2 separate regions of the Mus musculus genome follow, and region 1 is linked to region 2. The links are chromatin contacts, called in public promoter capture Hi-C maps. All regions are on one chromosome and are shown on one strand. Each heading gives the region's core, a stretch centred on a gene start, on an enhancer-like site or on the middle of the called end of the contact. The rest is flanking DNA. Distances are from core to core; before and after follow the strand shown.

The links. Capture Hi-C pulls out chosen DNA fragments and counts their contacts.
Region 1: a promoter capture Hi-C map of adipose tissue shows a contact between it and region 2. The contact joins the promoter of 4930417O13Rik here to the promoter of Chd4 in region 2. A contact is called at or near these places in 3 of 39 promoter capture datasets (the C10 cell line, neural stem cells and stem cell-derived epiblast-like cells), 1 of 15 datasets of contacts at CTCF or cohesin (embryonic stem cells), 27 of 484 Hi-C or Micro-C datasets (CD8 T cells, the HL-1 cell line, the N1E-115 cell line and 9 more), 17 of 115 datasets of contacts at active chromatin or transcription factors (the 230-238 cell line, acute myeloid leukemia, astrocytes and 12 more) and 3 of 9 other capture datasets (adipose tissue, embryonic stem cells and liver).

The regions. Positions count from the first base shown.
Region 1 is chr6:125,264,103-125,268,905 of GRCm38.p6, forward strand. It overlaps 4930417O13Rik (RIKEN cDNA 4930417O13 gene), which reads left to right and starts at 1,423. Exons shown (of 4, transcript NR_015527.1): 1 at 1,423-1,967; 2 at 2,298-2,424.
Region 2 is chr6:125,094,709-125,099,354 of GRCm38.p6, forward strand. It overlaps Chd4 (chromodomain helicase DNA binding protein 4), which reads left to right and starts at 1,273. Exons shown (of 39, transcript NM_001346610.1): 1 at 1,273-1,552; 2 at 2,379-2,557. The coding sequence starts at 2,458. It overlaps Mir7045 (microRNA 7045), which reads left to right and starts at 2,316; the gene lies at 2,316-2,378.

The sequences.
Region 1 (4,803 bases), core at 173-2,672, 170 kb after region 2:
TTTATTCCATTAATCTATGTCCATCTTTATGTCGCTCTCACAGTTTTGATTACAGTTTTATAGTAAGTTTTGACATCAAGAAGTATAAACTCGGAGTGGTACTGTATGCTTATGTAATCCCAGCAGTAAGGTGGCAGAGGCAGGAGGATTACTGTAAGTAAAAGTTCAGCCTGCGCTACATAGCGAGACCTGTCTCAGAAGAGAAGAGAAAGGAAACTGGAAAGAATGAGTTAGTGGGTTTTGATCTTTTCTGAAATAATGTTTTGTTTTTACACTAATTTGTTCACTCATTTTGTGTGTGGTGTGGGTGGGAGTGTGTCGCGGCACGTATGTGGAGGTCAGAGGTCAGTTTACAGAAGTTGATGCTCTCCTGCCACCGTTGGAGGTCCCAGGGATTCAGTTCAGGTAGCCAGGCTTGGTGGCAAATGTCTTTAATTGCTGAACCATCTTTCTGGCCTCTCTAAAGTATTTTGGCTATTCCGTGCCTCTTGAATCGCCGTATGACTTTTAGGATCAGTTTCATTTCTGCAAAAAGGGGCAATTGAAATTTTTATAGGCATTGTCTTGGACTCACTGGTGGGAGTTGGCAGAATTATCACAATAACACAATCAGGTTTTCCAACCCATGAACACCAAATCTTCTGATATATTTAGTACTAAATGCCTTTAAACAATGTTTTGTGACTTTTCATTGTAGAAGTCTTACAATTTATTTGTTGACTTTCTTGGTAAGGTTTTAATCTTTCTGATGCTATGGTAAGTGGAATTCCCCCCTCCCCTAGTTTTTTCTTGTTTTGTTTCTGAGACAGGGTTTCTCTGAAAGAGAGCTCTGCCTGTCCGTGAACTTGCTTTGTCAACCAGGCTAACTTTGAACTCACAGGGAACTGCCTGCCTCTGCCTCCCCAGTGCTGGGATTAAAGATATGCACTCTTGGTTCCTTTGTTTTTTAAATTAATTAATTAGTTGATTAATTAATTAAAAAAAACCAGTGTCTCATGTATTCCAGGATGGCCTCAAATTGATTTTGTGGCTAAGAATGACCGTGAACACCTGATTCTGTCTCTACTCCTAAGCACTAAGTGACACTGTGACACTTCACCCAGCTGATGTCAGGCTACCCGCTGCTTACGTTACTTATTTTTCTATTTAGACAGGGTCTCCTGTAGTTTCTGCTAGCCTCAGCCTGACTCCACGTGTCTCCCTCCCAAGTGCTGGAGGTGGCAGATGAGCGGCACAGTGCCTGGCTGTGTTGACTTTTGAAGAAGGCAGCTGTTTTCTCTGCGGGCAGGAAGGTGGCAGCAGGACGTGTAGGTGTGTTGCTATGACACCGTGTGCTGCTGTTGTCACGTAACTTCTCTGAAGTCATAGATGGCGAGTTAGATTCTGTGACACAAAGGGAAGCGTGTCTGACTAATTATTCCCACACTGCCTTCGCTTCTGAGGGCTCCCTGGCCTGGGAGAGTTTGAGCAGAAGTGTAAGTTTGGGTCTACAGAGCTCTCGATGTCCTGACCCTTCACTCCTGTAGGATTTGGGCTAGCCCCTTCTGAAGGAACAGGGACCCCTTTAGTGGGCACAGGCTGTGGTCATATTTCTTTTCTCTTTTTCTTTTCTAATGTTTTTGAGGTAGCCTAGGCTGACCTCTGAGGATAGCCCAAGTGCTGACACTTCAGGTGTGTGACACCATGCCTGGCTACCGTCACATTTTGTCACATGCCTTTTGCCTGTACTTACTGACTGGAGAGCTGTTTATTCATGCTTTGCCCATGTCAAAACTGGATAACTGATTCTTCTCTTTCACCTACAAGTTAGACCAGGATGGGCATTTTCATGAGCCTATTGCCTAGGGAGGTTTGTAAATGATAGACACAGGCAAGGCGGGGCCAGAGGAGGCTGAGGTGAAAATCCAAGGAAAAATCCAAGAGTCAGTCAGATGGCAAAGAACTGAAGAAATACTGGACCATTGGAGGTATAAATGTCTGTTTGCCCTCTGCTTCTCTGGTTGTTAGTGGGGTGAGCTGCTCAAGGACTTTGAATGAGTCTGTCTGTGCTGTAACCGGGAGGGTGGGTGGATCGGTGCTGATGCTCCTAGGGAGCATGTGAGCAATGGTGTCAGGTACTGAGCTGCGCAGGACGCAGGGCTGGTAAATGTGTCCTGGAACGACTCAGTCACCAGCTCCTGCCTTCTCTGCCAGGCGTGAGAGCAGCATGAGAAGTCAGGGTTCCAGGCAAAGAGTAAAGGAACCCGGGAGGTCAAGGCACGGGGCGGGCAGGTGGAACAGAATATCACCCTTCCTAGGGTTCCCAGTGGGAAAGTGCGAACTTCAGGACGGGCCGTGTGGAGACTTCTGGGGCTGAGACGTGACTAACACATTTCCATGCTGAAGGATGTGGTGGACTGGCAAGGGACTAGAATAAGAGATGACGTGAGTTTCTGTGTGTTTTCTGATCCTTTTTATTATTATTTTTTAAAGATTTACTTATTTTATGTATGTGAGTACACTATAGCTGTACAGATGGTTGTGAGCCTTTATGTGGTTGTTGGTCATTGAATTTTTTTAGGACCTCTGCTCACTCTGGTCAATCCTGCTCGCTCAGTCCCTGCTCGCTTCAGCCCAAAGATTTATTTATTATTATGCATAAGTACACTGTAGCTGTCTTCAGACGCACCAGAAGAGGGCGTCAGATCTCATTATGGATGGTTGTGAGCCACCCCCTGCCAGCTCTGATCCTTTTTATTTTTTAAGACAAGGGCTGTCTGTGTAGTCCAATGACTTAGTACTTACTGCCCAGACCCTTGTCCTCCTGCCTCCTCCTCCTCTCAAGCCCTGAGACTACAGATTCACACCACCACGCCCAGCTGTTTGTATAGTTCGGGATTAGAGAGTAGAGAAAAATGGTCTGGGAGTAATTACTGACATTGTAGACAAAGAATAGATTATTGTTCATCAAGTAAACATTCTACTGTCCCTTATGCCTTTTAAGTTCAAAGTACGCATTTTGTTGTTTTATTATGAAGCTCTACATATGTACGTGCTGGCGATTCAAACTCAGCCCTCAGATGGCTGTGTAACACCTTGCATAGATAAACACTGGGCCATTTCTGCAGACCCATCTTTCTTTTCTTTCTTTCTTGTTTGAGACAGGGTCTCACTACATAGCCCTGGTTGGTTCAATAACTTCCCACTGTGCTTCATTCCCATTTGTCCTTTTAAAATTAAAATTTTATTAACTCAGCTTGAACAATTTAAGCTCCACTATAAATATAGTCCATTGGAGTCTCTTAAATATTTTAAATCTCTCATCTAAATTTAACATCCAGTATATTTGATTTTCTCTTAAAGCGTTTCGATGCGTGACAGGGCAGTGTCTCTTTAGACATCGTTTCAACTTACTGGGCAGCCTAGGCTGCCTATGAACACCTGATCTTCCTGCTTCAGCCTCCTAAGTGCTGGTATTATAAGAGTATATTACCATTAGTCAGACATCTAACTCCAGTGAGAATAAACTCCCTAACTACTTCAACACTTGTTGTAAGTCTAACAAAGGTTTACATGTCGTCATCATGATTCTTTGAAGTATTATCATTGTTTACAGTCAGCGTGCACACCTCCTAACCTAGAATCACAGTCCTAGTTTGGGTTAATATTACTGTGATGGAACAGCATGACCAAAAGTAACTTAGGGAGGAGAGGGTTTATTTGACTTCTATATAATAGTCCATCACTGAAGGAAGGCAGGACAGGAACTCAGGCAGGGCAGCATCCTGGAGGCAGGAGCTGATGCAGAGCCCATGGAGAGGTGCTGCTTACTGGCTTGCTCAGCCTGCTTTCTTACAGAGTCCAGGGGTATCAGCCCAGGGACGGCAACACCCACAGTGGGTTGGGTCCTCCCCATCAATTAGTAATTGGAGGGGGCTGGTTGGGGGCACAACACTTGGGACATCAATCAATCAATCAATGAATGCCTTACAGCTGGATTTTTAAAAAAAAAATATTTTATGTATGTGAGTAAACTGTCACTGTCTTCAGACACATCAGAAGAGGGCATTGGATCCCATTACAGATGGTTGTGAGCCACCATGTGGTTGCTGGGAATTGAGCTCATGATCTCTGGAAGATAAGTCAGTGCTCTTAACAGGTGAGCTGTCTCTCGAGCCCTTACAGCTGGATCTTATGGAGTCATTTTCCAAATTGAGGCTCCCTCCATTTTATCTCCATTTTCATCTCTAATTTTAGTAATTAACATCTTTATTCTCCATTTTTAAAAAGTTAATTTAGCCAAATGTTTGTTAAACTGATTGAAATTTCTCAGAGAGTGATAGAGACTTTGTTGTTTCTGGTTTGTTTGCTTCTGTTTTGTTTATTTTTGCCCGGACTTTGAAGATTTCCTCTTGCCTTCTCTTTGCAGGCATGGTCCATTTTGGTTTTCTTGAACTTTCAAATGTGTCATTGAGTTATTAAAATGACATCACACCCGTGTATTGATGAAGCACTTCGCACCATAGACATGCCTCTTAGTTTATTTATTTATTTTTTTAAAGATTTATTTATTTATTATATGTAAGTACACTGTAGCTGTCTTCAGACACTCCAGAAGAGGGAGTCAGATCTCGTTACGGATGGTTGTGAGCCACCATGTGGTTGCTGGGATTTGAACTCCTGACCTTCGGAAGAGCAGTCGGGTGCTCTTACCCGCTGAGCCATCTCACCAGCCCCAAAGGACTAAGATTCTTTTTTTTTTTTTTCCAGAGCTGAGGACCGAACCCAGGACCTTGTGCTTGCTAGGCAAGCACTCTACCACTG
Region 2 (4,646 bases), core at 23-2,522:
GGACTTCTGGAATGTTGAGAAATAGTTTTGGGATGGGGGTTTGTAATTGTTATGGGATGTTCTGGGTGAGTTAAAGTTTTTCATCATGAAGTTTTATGCAAGTGTTTCATCTAGTCAGCATATTATTTGTTTGAGTTTACACAAACATTCAAAGCTGGAGGGAGGTAAGTATCTAGAACATACCTGGATTTGGTGGGGTTTGTTGGGGCTCGAGGTTGGCTCTTGGTTCCTGAGTGTCTGCAAATGATGAGCTAGGAAGTCTGGGGGTCCTGAACTTTGAGAGCCCAGAATGCTCCTATTGCCCAGGAAGGGACTAAAGTGTGTGCTAGTGGGGACAGGGCAGTTAGCAGTTTGCCACACCCTCTCTGCTCTAGTTGGAAGAGCCTGACAACTTCTAGAGGTGGGGGAGGTTGTGACAATTAGGGGATGTCTGGCCAGACCTGTGTGCGGTGATGGAGTGTAGCAGAAGTATTATGGGATGTGGCACTGGGTTGTGTTGGGACAATTATGGTATCGTGGGCTTTTTGAAATTATGGGATGGGAGAGTAGATAGAGTAAATGATAGGACATTTTCCCAGTGTTAGTGGAGGAGATTTAGATGTCCATTTGTGGGGTGACAGCAGAGCTGCTGATCATTAGTGAGTATCTCTTTGCTAGGAGGAATGGTAATTTATGGACCATGGAGCTAGAAAGAGACTGGGAAGGCTGTGGGTGGTAAAGTGAGCATCTAGAATCTCAACCCTAGTGCAGGGACTGAGGGCAGCTCTGGGGGGGTTGGATATTATGGGATATCAGTATAGAAAGTGGGAGACTGATTATTACGGGATCCGTGTGGGAGGAGGCCCAGTGTCCGTTGTTGTAGTATGGGGTGGGTGAGTTTCTGACAATCATGGGATGTCAAACTGGGGGTGGTTATTATGGGATGTCGGTGGGGGATGGGTTGAATATTATGGGATATGAGGCTGAAGTGCTGGGAGGGGTGCTTATTATGGGATGGCCAAGGGGAGGGAGGGGTAATGAGTTATTATGGGATGTTAGCAGTAAGGCCAAGAGTGAAGAAGTTGGCAAAGAGTGGTTATTATGGGTTATCTAAGGGAGGGGGAGCAGGTTTTAGTTTGTAAAAGATCTGCACTATATGTCTGTAGCCCCGGGCACATATATGCATAGAGTGTGGGGGGCGGGGTGTGTGTATGTGGGGTGTCCGTGTGTATTATGGGATGGCCAGGAGGTGGGCGGTTGCCCAGGTGACGCGCGCGCGCGCTCGACGGGGGCGTGGCCAATGGTTGCCTGAGCGACGAGGGGGCGGGGGTTGCCCGGGAGACCTAAAGAGGAGGGTGGCGGTAGTGGAGGGGGGGGTTGGAGTTGGTTGAGGTTATTATGGGCTGTCCGTGGGGGGCGGGGCCTGTGCGGTGGGATTTCCCGGCCGGTGTTTCGGGCCCTTTAAGAGGCGACGCCGGAGCCGGAGCCATTTTCCCCCCTTCGGCCGCGGCGAGGAGGAGCTGGAGCGGGAGTGACACCGGCGAGACCCAGCGCGACCTGAGGCGGCTCTAGGGTGAGGAGCGCGCGAGGCAACGGGAGAGACATCTCTCTCAGCCCGACGTCGTCCCGGGGGTCATTCCTTCACCTGTCCCTTCTTCAGGCGTCCCGGGGCCCGCGGGCCGTCCCCTCTCCAGGGAGCCGACCCTTCTTCCCCGGAGGCGGCCGGGTTACCTCCAGACGGCGCCCTGCCCTGAGGGAGTCCTGCTCCCCGCCCCCCCCCCCTCCTGGGCTCGGCCTCCCACAATGCCGGGCGAGCGCCTGCCCGCCCGCCCCTCGCCCTTTGCTCGCTAGCCCCCCGGGACACGTGGCCCGGCCCCCTTCCCGGTGGGTGCTCGCTTTCCTCCGGCGTCCCGACTCTTCGGGACCCCGGAGCGCCCGAGCCTCCACGCCCCCTGGTCCCCGCCGTTCCGGAAGAGAACCTGAGTTGTCCCAGAGGACAGCCTTTGGAGAGCTGCCCTGTCTGGGGACTGGCCCCTCCCCGGGCGCAGAGGAGCGCCCCCCCACTCCCAAGTGACCTTGTGTCCCCGAGCACCGGCCGCCTCCCCTGACCCTCTCCGCGCCTCCCCACTCGAACCCCACTCCCCAGGCACTCCTGGCTCAGGCCAGGCTAGCTTCTTCCTTCCCCTCCATGCACCAGCCTGCCCTCGGGGGCGTCATTCCCTCTTCTTGGGGGCTCCTGCTGGGGAGCCGGCTCACGGGCTGTCCCCGAGGAGTGTGGAACTAAGTTCAGCCTGAGTGGTTCGGGTGCTTGGCTAGGGTGGTAGGGCAGGGGGGCGGAAAGAGCGGGTGGGGGAGGGGGACTGCGCGTCACTCACTGTTCTCCCCCCTCCCCCGCACAGTGACTCGGGCCAGTGCAGAGGGCCCCAGGCCGCAGGCAGGAGCAGCTGGGCCAATTCCCTGGCCGGGGAACGGAAGGGGATGGCGTCGGGCCTGGGCTCCCCGTCCCCCTGCTCAGCGGGCAGTGAGGAGGAGGATATGGACGCACTTCTGAACAACAGCCTGCCCCCACCCCATCCAGGTAACATCTTCCCGGAGGGCCCAGGGCAGGAAGATGTTTGATCTTTCCTCGAGACTCCAGTGAGGCTGCGTTCGCGCGCTGCTTGTCCCTGTGCAGAACCCAGGGTGGAGGGCATCCGAAGGGAGTGGTTCTTTTCTGCGGAGCTCTTGTGTGCTGGGGGGTGCTGGGGGAGGTGGAAGCCATGTGCCTCTTGGGCACCACGGACCCAGATGCAAGCTGGCTTCACTCAAGGCTGTCTGGAATGCTCCGCAGTCCCCGGTTGAGGGAGCTCTCTGGGTTAGCTTTACCTCGTGCAGGTTCTTGGAGGAATGCAGGTGGTTCCGACTCTGGTGGTGACATGGTGGGGTGCGGTGGGGATTTCTGTTGCGGGAGCCCTGCCAGGCATCTGGGATCCCGCGGTTGTTCCCTGGAGAAGAAAGCGAGAGTGTTGGTTGCTTTCTGTCCCGATCTCTTACGGGTTCTCTGTGCTGTTTCAAGAGTGTAAAGTTTGAATCTCACTCTTTATCAGATCTGTAGAACTTTGTTAGTCAGATTGTTGGGATTTTTTTGAGTGGAGAAGGATGGAGGGCTAGGAGAGGCAGCATGCAGTAGCCTAGTGAGGGCAGAGGGAGGGAATTGGCCCTTGGTGTGGACATAATCTTGGATCTTTACTAGGGGCTTCCGCCACTCTGAGGTAGCTTGGGGTCTGGTCTGGATTGGTGGCGTGAGGTGTTTGTGTGGGTGTGTTAGGGTTTGCACTGTGTTTTGGGGTTGCTCCCTGGACTGGCTAAACCCGTATTATTATAACCATCTTGCCTGAGTGCCTGCCCTCAAGTGATGGCTGATGTCATGCTTGGAAGTGGATGTCTTTCTCTTGTCTCCTTATTTAGAGCCCCCTTAGTTAAGGCACCTATTGGCTTGACTCCCCCACATTCATTGCAAGGTCGGTATCTTCTCTGCGTCCACGTAGTTTCCTACACCGTGGAGCCCGGCTGTCCTGGTTACTACCCTGTGAAGCCTGGCTGTCCTGTTTTTTGTTCCTTACGGCATGGCTCTCACTTCTGCCTTTTCCTGAGCCCCAACTGGAGGGTGAGATATCCAGAAGAAATCATTTTCAAATTTGTCATTTAAGAGAGCCATTATTCTTGCTGCTGAGTCCTAGGCTGCTGAGATAAGGGACTTAGATCTGTGTCTGATCACTGAGGTGTAGGCCTGCGGAGCTCTGCCTTTGCGAGGGTGAGGTGGGTAAGGAGGAAGACTTACTTTTCCTTCCTTGTCTTTATGAGAGGCTGGGTGATGCTGTCTGACCAGCGTTGCTTCCCATCTTAGCCATAACCCCTTGCTTGAAGGTCTGGGGCTTCCCTCCCAAGTGGGAGCACTGCAGGCTCTCAGTGTGAACTCTGCCCCAATCTGTAGCATGACCCAGTTTTTCCTCTGGCCACACCCAGTTCTGCCCCTTTCCCAAATCTCCCTCTATGGCATGCAGCGTGATGGGCCTGAGGAGTTGGAGGGCTGTGTGTGGGTGGAAAGGGGCCCACTGTGCCTCCACAGCCCTGTCCCTGGCTCACTTCTGCTCCGCAGGCAGAGGAAGAAGGCTTTGGTGGGTACTGTAAGGGCTGTGGGCCAGAAGCCCTTAAAAAAATGGTGTGTTTAGGGATGAGAGGGGCCTCCAAGCCTCTGACCTAACCCTGGGACGGGTGTGGATGGGAGGCCCGTGGCACTTTGTCCAACCTTGGGATCTGACTGGCTCCAGCATCATTTAGGGCTACTTCTGGGTTATGCACTGAGTGTGCGGGATTAAAGGGAGGGAGTCTGCTGTTTGGGGGCTTGGGCATGGTTTCTGCAGGTTGGGTAGGATTCTTGTTGGGTGACTGGGGAAGCTGAGCTTTGACACTTGGTTCCTCAAGCTAAAGCTTTCTGATTCCTTGTAGGGATGAAGGTTGTATGGTTTGGTAACCTCCATTGAGCCCTTGTTAAGTCTTAGTTCTAATGTCTTTAAAGAATACAAGTGAGTGAGTACTGCAGTCATTCCAATAGTTTACTCTGGTGCTGTCTTGGCTTTCTTGTCTGGGACATGAGGGTGACCTCTTACAAACTGTGTCATCCTAGA